Regions from separate parts of the Mus musculus genome. Here region 2 is linked to region 1. The links are chromatin contacts, called in public Hi-C maps. All regions are on one chromosome and are shown on one strand. The core of a region is the stretch at or near the end of the contact, and the rest is flanking DNA. Distances in the headings are between cores, read along the strand shown.

Evidence for each region. Hi-C and Micro-C count contacts between places; a contact is called where the count stands out from the background.
Region 2: a Hi-C map of B cells shows a contact between it and region 1, with 8 read pairs. The contact joins the promoter of Mrps24 here to the promoter of Zmat5 in region 1. A contact is called at or near these places in 1 of 39 promoter capture datasets (liver), 1 of 484 Hi-C or Micro-C datasets (B cells) and 1 of 9 other capture datasets (liver).

The regions. Positions count from the first base shown.
Region 1 is chr11:4,702,942-4,706,203 of GRCm38.p6, reverse strand. Zmat5 (zinc finger, matrin type 5) reads right to left here and starts at 1,548. Exons shown (of 6, transcript NM_026015.3): 1 at 1,483-1,548. It overlaps Uqcr10 (ubiquinol-cytochrome c reductase, complex III subunit X), which reads left to right and starts at 1,860. Exons shown (of 2, transcript NM_197979.3): 1 at 1,860-2,047. The coding sequence starts at 1,898.
Region 2 is chr11:5,706,224-5,709,047 of GRCm38.p6, reverse strand. Mrps24 (mitochondrial ribosomal protein S24) reads left to right here and starts at 1,347. Exons shown (of 4, transcript NM_026080.3): 1 at 1,347-1,424; 2 at 1,493-1,561; 3 at 1,639-1,750. The coding sequence starts at 1,386.

The sequences.
Region 1 (3,262 bases), core at 299-2,798:
TTGGTTTTTAGCACCCACATTTGATAGCTCATAACCTCCAGCTCCAGCTCCAGGGGATGCTATACCCTCCTCTGGATTTCTGTGGGTACCGACATTCAGGAGCACATGTCACCCCCTAACCTCCCATACATATGCATAATTTAAAATAACCAAAACCAAATCTATAAACACACAATTTACAGGTCAGGCATGATAGTGCTTGTCTATAATTTTAGCCTTCCAGAGATAGCAGAGACAGGAGGATCACCAGGAGTTAAAAGTCAGGCTGATTTATGTAGCTGGTTCCAGGCAAGCCAGAGCAAGTGTAAAACCTTTTCTCCATACAAACAAACACAAACCATTTAGTCTCTGTAGTCAAATCTTAATTTATCTCTAGATGTTAATTCCTATTTTTGTTTCTTGGTTTGGTTTGGTTTTTCAGGACAGGGTTTCTTTGTGTAGCCCTGGTTGTCCTGGAATTTGTAAACCAGGCTGGTCTTGAACTCTGAGACCCACCTGCATCTGGAGTGCTGAGACTAAAGGCACCCACAACCGAGCCCACCTCTTAATTCTACCTTTCTTGCACACTTCTGCTAGCTTGCTCTGTCTATCCTACCTACCAAAATGCATCTCAAATCTGACCATTATTCTAAACCTCTCTACTCTAAATTACCTACCTCTGCAATTTCTTCTCTTCAGTTTTTGCTCTAGCAAGAAGTCAGAACGATAACATTAAAATGTAAATAGACCTCAAAGCATTCCAGCTTAAACCCATTCAGTGACTCCCTAGTGCAATTAGGAAAAGAATGACTCCTTACCCAGGACGGGATTCAAGGCCAGACTAGAGATGACTTCAGGCCACCTACTCATTAGAGGCCACTCTACACTTTCTCAAGCACCCCAGCAGTGCAGTTGCCTCTAGAAACATTATCCTGTTTACCCTGCTACAATATATTCAGTCCTCCATTAAGCGGCTACTCAGGTTTAAAGAGCAAGCAATCCGTCCAAGCATTTGGGTTTTCTCTTTTACAAAGTATTAGTTTCCAGAAGTGCTGGGCTTCCCCATCGCCCACGCACCACGGCCAGAGCGCTCCAGGAGAGCTGGGAACCTTTCTTTTACTGGGGATCATCTCAAGACCCCGAGGGGATACTCAGAAAAGTACGGTGCCTTTTACAACCAGGTCACCCATCTCCGAAGCCGGGGTTCTTGGCTTTAAAGCCTACGCTCTGGAGAACAGGAAGCAAGTGCAAAGCCACTTTCCCCCCTGAGACGTGGCTTAAGAGTTAGAACTGCAGGACCCGACTTTTGCCACCCCCAAACCTACATCTGGAGTAGGTTCAAAGGACGTTAGGCAGAGAGTCGAGATGCAGCCACAGAAACTCAGGTTCCCTGCCTCTGTATTCACTCCCCATGCCAGAAAAAGCGGATAGCGCGGACTTAGAATGAAATGCCTACTCTTCTGATTGGGAAAAGAGCCTAAAACTTGGACGCGGATGTCTCACCAAAGATACCTGGTTCCGGGCTCCTCCTCTTGAGTCCTCGCGTTGCGCTCTGCTCGCTGGGATTTGTAGTCCTTCCTAAGGTACCGAGAAGGCGGAATACGAAGGCGAGACAGCACTGGGGAAGATGGGTAAGCTAAGGGGCTTTCGGGACTTGTAGTTCAAAATAGCCAAACGCAGGAAATGGTTGAGGAGAAAAACTGAGAAATAAGTCTTATCAAATTTTGGTTGTGTGGAATATGAACATTGTAATAAACTGTTACCCTGTGCACATTATCAGTTTCTTTAATGGTTCAAAATGTCGACTCTGAGATACAGAGAAACTACAATTCCCATAAAGCAGGGCGCGTTGAAACTTTTGGAGCAAGACATTGGGTTCTACGCAAGCGCAGTGGCGCGAGTTCGGCAGTGAGGCAACATGTCGTCGCCGACGATCCCTTCGCGCCTGTACTCCTTGCTGTTCCGCAGAACTTCCACCTTTGCCCTCACCATCGCAGTGGGCGCCCTGTTCTTCGAGCGAGCCTTCGATCAGGGCGCAGACGCGATCTACGAGCACATCAACGAGGGGGTGAGGGCCTGGGCCATCCTGACCTTGGGCCCGCCTGAAGGGTGACTGGGAGGGAGGTAGGACGGAACTCAATCAAGTCTTACCAGGTCTGGGGTGAACTGTGCCCGTTAATACATCTATTTCTCTTGACATGGTGCGAGGCCTAATTGGTATGTCCTGTCACACAGTTCCACATATTCATTTGCGAAAGCTAACTCCTGACTCCTGAGACATCAGAGGACTTACGGGTCTGAACCACTCCATTAAGTCGGTGGTGAGTTGGAACTCCGACCCCTGCCGTCCTTGCTAGTTTCAAGGGCAGATTTCAGCAAGGCAGTCGTTAAAAGTAGGTCTCCTTAGACCATGTGGCTGACCTTTTAAAATTGATGTTTCAGTTCCGAAGGCCGCCCACGTAGGCTCTTTGGATTAAACGTGAAGACTATGAAACCTCAAGCCCTAACTGGCAATACTGGACTTAAAGCACTTAACCGTGGTATTGAATAAAGGTCATAGTGGATCAAAGATCCTGGGATACAGATGAGGTGCTACCGTTCATACTTAATGATACCACTGAAAGATAGCATCCTGGGAAAATGTGGGGATGAATATAAAGTAGGAAATGGCGAGCCCTCTTTGACTTAACTGTCCCACACTCTGTGCATGTTTTATGTCAAAGGTTGTGAGAGTATTGGGGAAGGTATGTTACTGATGGCCAGCATGTTCATCGACTGGTTTCTTTTTCTCGAGACAGGGTTTCTCTGTGTAGCTATTGCTGTCCCGGAGCTAGATGGTAGACAAGGCTTGGCCTTAGACTCACCCTCCTGCCTCTGCCACCTGAGTGTTGGGATTGTAGGCCTGAGCCACCACCGACCAGCTCCTTCACTGAGTGGCCTTCCTTCTTGCCTTCCTTCCTTTCTTACCTCTTTTGGTTTGTTTTTAAATTTTGTTGTTTTAATTTTATTTGCTTATGTTGTGTCTGCATGTACATCATCTGTGCTAGGAACTGGACGCAGGTCCTCTGGAAGAGCAACCAGAGTACCCTTAGCCACTGAGTCGTCTCTCCAGCCCCCTCAGGGCTCTCTGACCTGCTGCCCAGACAGGCTCTGTCTACTAGTTGCTGTATTTCCTCTGGTGGGGTAGCTTCCTGTCCATATGAAAGTGTTGCCACTCTGATCTTTTTTTTTTTTTTTTTTTAAGATTTATTTATTTAGTATATATAAGTACACTGTAGCTGTC
Region 2 (2,824 bases), core at 98-2,597, 1.0 Mb before region 1:
CCATATGTAGACCTTGAACTGATAAAAGATCCATCTGCCTCTGCCTTCCAAGCACTGACATTAGAGTGTAAGTGTCCACTCCCATGGATGCTTTGAAGGAGTTCCCAGCCAGGTGTGGTGGCACACCCCTCATCCCAGCACTTCAGAGGCAGAAAAGGTGGATCTTTGTGACTTTGAGGCCAGCCTGGTCTATAAATTGAGTCCAGAATTTGTTACACAGAGAGCCCTTGTCTCAAAAACAAAAACAAACAAAACAAAACAGTCCCCCAAAACAAAAAACCAAAGCAAAACAAAAAATCCCTTCATTCAATATTTTGTTATAATGAGAGTCAGACTCTAGAGTCCATGTGCTTTCTTTAGTAGAGTGAGTTCTTCACGATTCTATTCCCCCCTTGCCATTAATAATTACTCAATAATAATTACAACGACATTGCTCTAGCCTCATAAATTTCCTTGCCATTTAAAATTTTCTTCCTTGGGTGGCTCCACCGCAGAAATAGACCCTCAACACACTGCCTCTTTACTTTAAATGATTAGGAGCCAACCCAGCAACCCCTTTTCTGGGATCTGCTCAGCATGAAGGCAAATGACTATTCCCAGCCCAAAGGAGGCTGACGCTGTCATATTGGATATTCCTGGAGAGTACGCGGTCTCAGGTAGGAGCACAAGCACGGAACAGCGGGGCCTGAGGGCCGGCGCGTTTTCTCTTCAATTCTCTAGAGGACATTGAAGCTGTTTCTACCACCTCTCTATGAGGATAAAAACTTCATGGCTTTTGTTTGTTTGTTCTGTTTTGCCAGAACGGGTTTCTCTCTGTAACTCAGACTCTCCAGGAACTCGCTTTGTAGACCGGACTAGGCTGGAATTCAGAGACCCACCTGCCTCGGCCACCCGAGTGCGGGGATTAAAGGCGTGCGCCACCATGTCCAGCTACACCTCAGTTTTGTTTTTTTTTTTTTTTTTTTTTTTTTTTTTTAAAGATTTATTTATTTATTATATGTAAGTACATTGTAGCTGTCTTCAGACACTCCAGAAGAGGGAGTCAGATCTCGTTAGGGATGGTTGTGAGCCACCATGTGGTTGCTGGGATTTGAACTCTGGACCTTCGGAAGAGCAGTCGGGTGCTCTAACCCACTGAGCCATCTCACCAGCCCCACACCTCAGTTTTATATCACCAAATTTTCGCATTTAAAACCCAACACCAGGTCCGACCAAGGACTAGCTGACAGTATCAGGAAAATTGCAGGACGTCCCACACTCCGACCCACGCCACGCCCTCTCCCTCGCCACGCCCCGCCCCCGCCCGTGTTCCCGTTAGTTCCTGCTCTGAGGCCCCGCCTTCCTGCGGCTGCGCACTGACGCGTCCCGGGTCGCGCCGGCCCAAGATGGCGTGGTCCGCGTCGGTGCGCGGGCTAGGGCAGCGGGTGAGTGGGCCGCGGGCGGGAGGGCTGGGGCGCCATCCGGTGTCCGCTCACTCCCCGCCTCTCCGCAGGTGCTGGCCTGCAGCCGGGAGCTGCCTGGCGCCTGGCGCACCCTGCACACCTCCGCGGTCTGCGCCAAGGTGAGTGCGGCGGCCGGGTCTGGGGGCCGCGAGGGCGGCTGGGCTGGGTCTCCCCGTGACCGCACCTTCGCTCCTAGAATCGGGCGGCGCGAGTCCGCGTGGCCAAGGGGAACAAGCCGGTGAGCTACGAGGAGGCGCACGCCCCGCACTACATCGCACACCGAAAGGGCTGGCTGTCGCTGCACACAGGTGAGGGCGCCTGGGAAGGACTGCCACCCTGGTGGCACGGGTCACTCTTGAACGTACTCTTCAAGGCAAAGAGCCGAACTTTTGGGTGGGAGGCCGGGCGTGACGGCGAACGCGCTCGGGAGGCCGATCTTGAGTTTAAGGCCAGGTAAGGTTACTTACTGAGACCCTGTCACATTTAGTTAGGGGACTGGAAAGATTGCTAAATGCTGTGCCGCTCTAGCATGAGGGTGCAGCCTAGCTCCTAAATGAGCACTTGGTGCCACAGCTCAAGGGGTGTGAGGGTGAAGGAGATATTTGGTTCTTGGGGGTCACTGGCCAGCCAGTCTTGGAAGAGCAGCTGTTTTGCTAGAAAATAAACGAGCAGCAAATAGTGATAGAGGAAAAACATTGGCTGTTAACCCCTGGTCTTCTCCATGCGTCTGTCAAGGGAGCAAGCCTGCACACACACTGTACATGTTACCGACAACAGAACATATGAGTGATGGGCATATTAGGATGGTGAAAGAAAGGAATTCTTGCATATTGAAAGGAATTTGAATATTTCTTGCTAAAGTCTCATTTGAGCCTCCATAGAACAGTATTTGCATGCTTACAAACAAGGTTTGACAGTGCTTTTTTGGCAAGCCATAATTTACAGATGTGTAATAGCCCGGAGGCGATGCGGTAGTGAAGTCTACATAGGATCCTAGACCTGGAAGAGTGTGCCCTATGTAATGCGGTGTTCACCCAAGTACAAAACTGCAGGAATGTGCTACAGTCTTCATGGCTCACAGAACCCGTATTTTTAGGCTTTTTTTTTCTCCCCCTACTTCCTATTTTGTATTTTTCTTGTTCATTTCCATTTCAGTATGCATGTTGTGTGTGTATATGTATGGATGTGTTCAGTTTGTCTGAGTCAGCCCTCTCCTACCATATGGGGCCCCAGGGATCAAGCAAGCACCCTTGCCTGCTGAACCATCTTTAAGAGAGTGTGGCAGTGTACCTCAGGCTGCGCTGGAACTCTCACACGCCAGCCTCATTTTTCTCAGTGCTGCGAGTATAGGTGTGCACCTGTCACCTGCCTGTTTATCTTTC